2 separate regions of the Mus musculus genome follow, and region 1 is linked to region 2. Evidence: chromatin contacts called from public ChIA-PET data. All regions are on one chromosome and are shown on one strand. Each heading gives the region's core, a stretch centred on a gene start, on an enhancer-like site or on the middle of the called end of the contact. The rest is flanking DNA. Distances are from core to core; before and after follow the strand shown. Region 1 overlaps Wdr19 (WD repeat domain 19). Region 2 holds the start of Rfc1 (replication factor C (activator 1) 1).

The links. ChIA-PET counts read pairs in DNA pulled down with a chosen protein or histone mark.
Region 1: a contact with region 2 is called in an RNA polymerase II ChIA-PET map of memory CD8 T cells, with 35 read pairs. The contact joins the enhancer-like site here to the promoter of Rfc1 in region 2. A contact is called at or near these places in 9 of 39 promoter capture datasets (the 3T3-L1 cell line, 3T3-L1-derived adipocytes, the HPC-7 cell line and 5 more), 2 of 484 Hi-C or Micro-C datasets (embryonic stem cells and pre-B cells), 3 of 115 datasets of contacts at active chromatin or transcription factors (the SCID.adh cell line, effector CD8 T cells and memory CD8 T cells) and 3 of 9 other capture datasets (adipose tissue, liver and pancreatic islet).

The regions. Positions count from the first base shown.
Region 1 is chr5:65,215,588-65,219,134 of GRCm38.p6, reverse strand. It overlaps Wdr19 (WD repeat domain 19), which reads right to left. Exons shown (of 37, transcript NM_153391.2): 6 at 3,217-3,332. Among named protein-coding and RNA genes, the nearest start is that of Wdr19, 18 kb to the right of the region's middle. Within about 2 kb of position 1,609, at least 32 of the 459 cell types and tissues checked have an H3K27ac peak or open chromatin away from gene starts, as enhancers often do. A contact at or near this core is called in the HPC-7 cell line, the SCID.adh cell line, effector CD8 T cells and 2 more, where this site is marked.
Region 2 is chr5:65,334,134-65,337,762 of GRCm38.p6, reverse strand. It overlaps Rfc1 (replication factor C (activator 1) 1), which reads left to right and starts at 2,124. Exons shown (of 25, transcript NM_001347357.1): 1 at 2,124-2,239. The coding sequence starts at 2,237.

The DNA.
Region 1 (3,547 bases), core at 360-2,859, 120 kb after region 2:
TGAGCAATGATGTCTCAGTGTGGCTCTCATATTCTGTAATACTGTTTCATCATTACCGTGTGTTAATTATTTTATACATGTGTAGATTGCCTTTCCAGATATTTCAAGCAGAGTTTTAAAAGAACTACCAAGTATTTTCTAAAAGCAAAATATAGAATTTTCACAATTTAAGACTTCCAGGAGGTCGAGGCAGAGGGATGGCCATGTGTTTAAAACCAGCCTGGGTTCTGTAATGAGTTCCAGGGCAGCCTGAGCTACAAAGGGAGGCCTTGTCTCAAATGCAAAGGATAATGGCCTGGGGTGCAGCTCAGGGTTAGGGCGCTGGCACAGCACACAGCTCTAGGTTCAACCCCTAAAGCTGCACAACCAAGACAAGACAGAGCCACCGGAACAGTCTCTAGCCTCCAGAAGCAAGATAGATGCTGAGCAGGGCGAACAGAAATGACAGAGGGATGACTTTCTGAACCACAGCAGACACACAGCAAAAGAGACAAGACGTGCGCGGTATGCTTTGCCTACAAGTGACACTTTCTGTGGTATGCCTACTTTGAGAAGGAGACTTCTTAAGGTTAGAAAGTGCAAACAGTTATCTTGTATGCAAATACTGGCAAGACGTAATGATCTCCTGTGATGCTCTGTAGAAAAAAGTATCCCAAGGTCATTCATGACTCAGGGGACCAAAAACTGCAAGAACACACCAGGGATGTCCAGTGTGGGCACCTGAATTGGGGGCGGGGCAGCAGTAAACAGTGCATCTAATGTTCTGTTTCTAAAGGGCAGCAGAATAGAATGATCAAAACTGCAAGGTGACTAGAGCTCATGTCGGAGCAAACAGCGTTGAGAAGGCCAGAAGAATCTTAGAAAGTATACTAGTTTGAGGCAGTGACTTGGCTGGGTGGACAAAAAGTGTTTAGCATATGTACCCAATGACCTGAGCTTAAGTCCCAGATTCCATATAAAGGCAGAAGGAGAGAACTGACCCCACAAAATTGTTCTCTGATCTCCATTCACATGCTGTAGCACACATGTGTACTCATGTCCACCATATGTGCACGCGTGCACAAGCACACGTGTGGGTGTGACCATATGGCTGGGCTATGACAGGAAAGGAAACCAACAAGGCTGCTTTTGGCTCAGCTTCTCCACTAATTTCTAATGTTTTGCCTCCCTCTCTCCCTTTCCCGGGGCTGAAATGCAGACAGAACCCTGAGGCAGGAGCTTTCAGCTGGCAGGTAAGGATGCGTCCTGGAAAAGGCCAGAAGCTAAGATGGAAGGGAGATGGCATTCTGGGTAACCCACCCACTTCCTTACTGCTACATGAGAAAGACAGGAAACCACAACACGACAACTGTCATGTTCTTACAGTCCCTATAATTCGAAACTTATAATTCTGTTACTATTTACTTACTTATTTACTGGTCCTAAGGACTGAGCACAGAGCCTCGTGAACTGAGCCACACTCCCAACCTCTGTGATAACATTTGCCCACACTCTGCCTTATTCAGGTTGTCTTCTGTCTTTTAAAGATTCACAGTCTAAAGTGTACTGGTTGTTACCACCTCCCAAAGCTATAAAGCATAAAAGCTGGACCACAAAATTTGGTAACTCATCATGAAAGGCCATGTGTCTTTTAGAAGACTACCTAGTATCACGGCAGGAGTGTGTGTGAATAGGAAAGTCCCGTGAAGGTGAAGAACCTTTCATAACAACCTTTGCTTAATTGTAAATAAGAGTCCCAAGAGAGCTACATGAATTCCTTCCTGTCCACACTCCATCACCTCCTACTAGGCTCCAACTCCTCCAAGGTTCCCCTACGTCCCCACAGTATGTAGACGAGAGACCAAACTTCAGACAACGAAACCTTGGGTGATAAACCACATTCAACTCCAGCACACTCCATGGGAGAGATCCACATGGTAGGGAATCAGGACTTACAGTGGATAGAGTGAGTCTGTATAGGAACAGAAATCTGCAAGGAGCTGAACTCTACCAACCACTACGTGAGTGAGCTTAGAAACGGCCTTGTGGGAGATTCTGAGGCAGAGGCACTCCAAGAAGCTGCATCTGGATTCCTTGTCAACAACAATGAAACACTGATGTTTCAAGCTCCTACATTTTGAGATATTTTGTTATACAACAACAGCTGACAAATACATCACATTTCCAACTGTCTGTACAGTACAGACCAAGGAAGGTTTATCTGTGTGCTGTGCCTAAGCAGATATTCCAAGAGTATTTCAGTCAGTGCAGCCTAGTTCAGACAGTACAGTAGGGCACTGAGGTATGGACTGTAAAGACAGTACACCAGGGTACTGAGGAATAGATAGTGGTTCATGGAATAATTTTCCCAGTGGTGATGCTAGGTAGCCATTGACAATGCAGATTCTCTGAAGAAGAGATCCTCTTAGGATCAAATCAAGTTTGGGAAATTTCAACAGAAGAAGGAATTCATCTTAATTGAGATTTAGTCAGGATTCCTTTGGAAACTATTTAACATATCCATTAAAGGTATATCCATTAAAGCTTTAGACTCAGGAAGCCTGATTTGGAGTCCACAGTTCTCTAGTTCTTACCATTTTATCAGCATGCATGCATAAAACTTCACAAACATACTGTCTGAAACCACAGAGCTGATAATCCATTTGATATCAAAGGGGAAAATATATTTCCTTTAATAGCTAACTTATTAATCTTAAAGAAAAAAATCCTAGTAAAAAAGGATTTGTGTGTGTGTGTGTGTGTGTGAGTGTGTGTGTGCGTATGCAAGTGTGAAAGTTTGTGTGCCCACTTGTATCTGGGTGCTGTGTGTGTGTATGGATGCATGGGAACAGACAAAGGTTTCTGATCCTTAAAACATAAAACTGGGGGCTGGAGAGCTGGCGTAGTAGTTAGAAGCACTTGTTGCTCTTGCAGAGGACCCAGGGTCAGTTCCCAGTGCCCACAGATGGCTAGTAAACATCTGTAACTCCAATTCCAGGAAACCTGACGACACCCTCTTCTGACTTCAGTGGTCACCAAGCATGCACACGGTATACACACATAACTGCAGGCAAACACTCATACACCAAAAGTAAAATAAATCAGCATCTTTAAAAATATGGAATTATAAGCATATTCCACAGTGACTTAAATAAACTTTTATACATTAATCTGACATAAAACTGTTTACCACAAGGAAAAATGAACATCTCACATAGAGAGATGGTGGCGTGTTACCTGTCTTATTGTGTCGCCTTCCTGGTTACTAACTGTAATCATTTTATCTTCACCTCCCAAAGCAAGGAGATTCTCTGAATTCCAACATCCACATGTGATTTTCTTAGTATGTTTTCCTGAAGAAAAAAAAAAAGGCAATTTTTGCTGACATGTGGACTTCTCAAAACAGATAAATAAAAAATTAGTTATGCTAATCTTATGTGCCATGGGACTGAACAGACAAGAGATTCTACTCCCACGAAAGCCCTTAGTGTCTATGCAAATTTATATCAAATCCATCATCACTAAGCTAGAAAGTAAAATAACGGTATATAACAACTTTTTTTTTTTT
Region 2 (3,629 bases), core at 875-3,374:
AGCTTTATAATAATGATGATCATTGTTGACTTAAAAACACTGTGGTCATCCACATATAATGGTGCATGCCTGTAATCCTAGTACTGGGGGCGGGGGAGGGGGGTGAGTCAGGAGGATCTCAAGTTTGAGACTAACCTGGGTTATACACTGAGACTGTCTGAATTGAACTCAAACCAAATCAAGTAACCACCATTGCTGCTGCCGCCACCAGCACCAGCACCAGCACCATCAGAGAATGCTATTACTACTTGATATGTGGCAGAAATAGTTGTGTCTTAACAGATGAGGACCCTGAGTCACAATTACTTCTCTATGGTCTTGTAACTATTACATAGTAGAGCAGGAACTGAACGAATGGCTTCAGAGGGACCTAAGCAGGGAAGTCCTTCTCACCAGTGACTGTTCACTTGTTTCTAAGTTGGGGATTATTATTGTTGGTGAATTTTAACCCAGAACAGTGCAAAAAATGCATGTGGGTTACATGTTACAAAAAATGCAGAGTATGGTACTCACCTTTAATCCCAGACTCAGGGAAGCAGAGGCAGGCGAATCCATATTGTGTTCCAGGCCAGCCAGGAATACATAGAGAAATCCTCACTCAAAAAACCAAAATTATGTTGCAATAGACATCTACTTAAATACAAACTCTTGTATTCCTGAAGGCTTTACTGTCTTTCCCAGTAGATATGGTGTCATAAAATGACAAGACCCAACAAGAAGTGGTTAGAAAAAGATTTCAAAGTTCAAGGCCAAAGTTTGATACTGCCCTCTACACTAAATTCTTTGATAGTCACGTTTTCTCTTAAAGTTATATGCAATTGTTAATTTCTATTCCACAACCAGGTTGCTCATTTACTCATAGGAAACTTGCTGGCCAGGTGTGGGCTACCACCCCTATAATCCCAGCAGTGGGGTGGTGGAGGCAGGCCCACTAGAGTTTCATAGCAAGAGCAGCTTCCAAAGCTTGCTTATCCTAAATCTTTTCTTGTTTTTTTTTTTTTTTTCCCCTGTGTGGGCGTGTCTTGGTTATGTCAAAGATTTGACTATTCTTTAAGAGACTTAATGAAGCTTTAGGAAGGAATTAAGGGGCTAGTTTTCTTCCTTCCTTCCTTCCTGTCTTTCTTTCTTAGATTTATTTATTATATGTAAGTACACTGTAGTTGACCTCAGACACTCCAAAAGAGGGCATCAGATTTCATTACGGATGGTTTTGAGCCACCATGTGGTTGCTGGGATTTGAACTCAGGACCTTTGGAAGAGCAGTCAGTGATCTTAACCGCTGAGCCATCTCTCCAGTCCCGGGGGCTAGTTCTCTTAGCTTGGTAGTTTTAGAGCAAAGACATTGGGGCTGAGGGTTGCCCAGTTGGTTGCATGCATTCACAGTAGCTCTGAGTTTGATCCCTTGCATCGTGTAAAGCAGGAGTGTTGGCATATATCTGAGATTTCAGCGTTTGGGAGGCAGTAGAGAAATCAGAAGTTCAAGGTCATTCTCAGCTACATAAGGAGTTTGGGACCTGGACAAGTCACATGATCTTCTGCCTCAGAAAAACAACCCCCCCAAACAAACAAAATGCCTTTACTGTAAACAGTCCGTTAAATGCAAACATATACCCACGTGATGGAAGGTTCCCTGAAAGTTGTTCTCTGACCACAGCTTGTCATTCCATCTTCAATAGATAAATGTATTAAAAAGTTAAAAAAAATGTCCATTCACTAAGGGTCTGTTAGTTTGAGCCAAAATCAATAGGTCAAACATTAAAAATAAAATAAATCAGTGTAAAGTTTGATGAGAACAGTTGACCTTTGCGGGGCGCATCGAATACACTTCATCCTACCGTGGTGGCAGTAAGAACTTCTGGAAGCGGCTACAGAGCACTGCCCTTGCAGCACGTGCGTGTACTGCAGGAAGGAAGCCACCTGGGAACCCGGCTTAGAGGAAGTCAGCCTCAGATCCCAAATTGGGCGTCTCCCGGCCACGATCGCACGCGCACTCGCCGTCCTACAAGGTAGCAACCCTCCGGTTGCTAGGGCTGTGGTCCTGCACCCAGTGCGCAGCTCCCGCCTCGGGGCGGGGCCGCGGGGAACGCGCGCCTCCGACGTCATCGCCGCGCGCCGCCGCCCGCGCTTCTGCTACTTCGCGGGAGAAGTTGTTGGCGCCAATGGATCCCGAGCCCCGATAACGAATTACCCCAGCCACGGGCCTGCCCACCTGCTCCTGTTCGGTCGTGGGGCTGCGATGGTGAGCCGCCCGGGAGGCCGTGCAGCTACAGAGGCTTTGCAGGCGGGGGTGTGAACGGGGCGCCGCCGCGGTGCGGGATGGGGAGGACGATGCAGAGGGCTCCGAGGGGCCCGGCTTAGGGTGCGGGGCGCACCAGGGACGCAGCTGCAGGGAGGTGGCTGCTACGCGGCAATTTCACATCCCCACCCCCCCGACTCTTGGGGGAAGGGAGGAAGGAAGAAGAAAGTTGATTTGGACGGGGCGTTAAAAGTTACTTTCGTGTACAGCCTTGTCCCAAATCATCTCTGTTGGAGTGCTTCCTAAAGTCCCGACTTCAAGCTTTGCGTGGAAGAATGTCACACTTGGCTTTCGCAGGGAGAAGTTTGCTCGGGCCTTCAGCTTGAATCAGCTTCCTGGAAGCGAGTGTCAGCTGTGACACAAGGAAGTTTATTTGTTTATTTTGTTTAGAATAATTTATAGGAGTTGAGCGGATCCTGGTTTACCAGGAATAAAAACACGGCGAGTACAGACGGATGTTCTGTATTTGACAGCTGTCATCTCTTATCACCTGTTACGATAAGTAGTTTTTTTTTTTTTTAAACCTCAGTTCCAACTTCAATAATTCAATGTAGTGGACATTCAAATAGTTTGAAAGTGAAATTGTTTGAAAGTCCCTGGCATAGGAGACAGATACAAGTTGGAAATAATTTTTAATTTACTGGACCACTGAAGATGTTCAGCTAATCTACAAGATATTTAACAATCACACTTACACACACTTTTATTATTCTTAAGCTTGTCAGAACACCAGCATGCAGGGGAGAAAAGTGTTACACCAAACTGGAAAAAGTTTCAGCTCTCTGTTTTTTATTCTTTGGGGAAAAAAGATAGTGATGGTAGCCACCCAGAGTCGGCCTTTTTATTTTCGGGATAATATGTGAGTTTGCTTTAAATACCGTCTAGAAATTCATCTGAAGTGTTGTTTTGGAAAATATTTATTCTTATTTTAGTTATGTGTATCTGTGTTTGTATATGCACACATAGTTTGTGTATGCACACATATGTTTGAAGGCCCATGGTAGCCAGAAGAGTGTGTCAGATCCTCCAGAGGTGGTGTTACAGGTGGTTTTGAGCTGCTTTCTGTGGGTGTTAGTTCTGGAAGTCAGGGTCTCTGCAAAGAACAATATGCACTCTTAACCACTGAACCATTTGTTCAGCCCCCAAGTCCAATACATTCTTATTTGACTTGTAACGTGTATGTTGTGTCTGAGTATATTTCTGTGACTATGCATGCCTGATGCCATCAGAGGCCAGAAGAGGGTGTTGAACCCTTTGGAATTGGAGTTGAACTCATGTCCTCTGAAAGAGCAGCAAGTACTCTAACTCCTGAGACATCTCTTCAGTCATACCT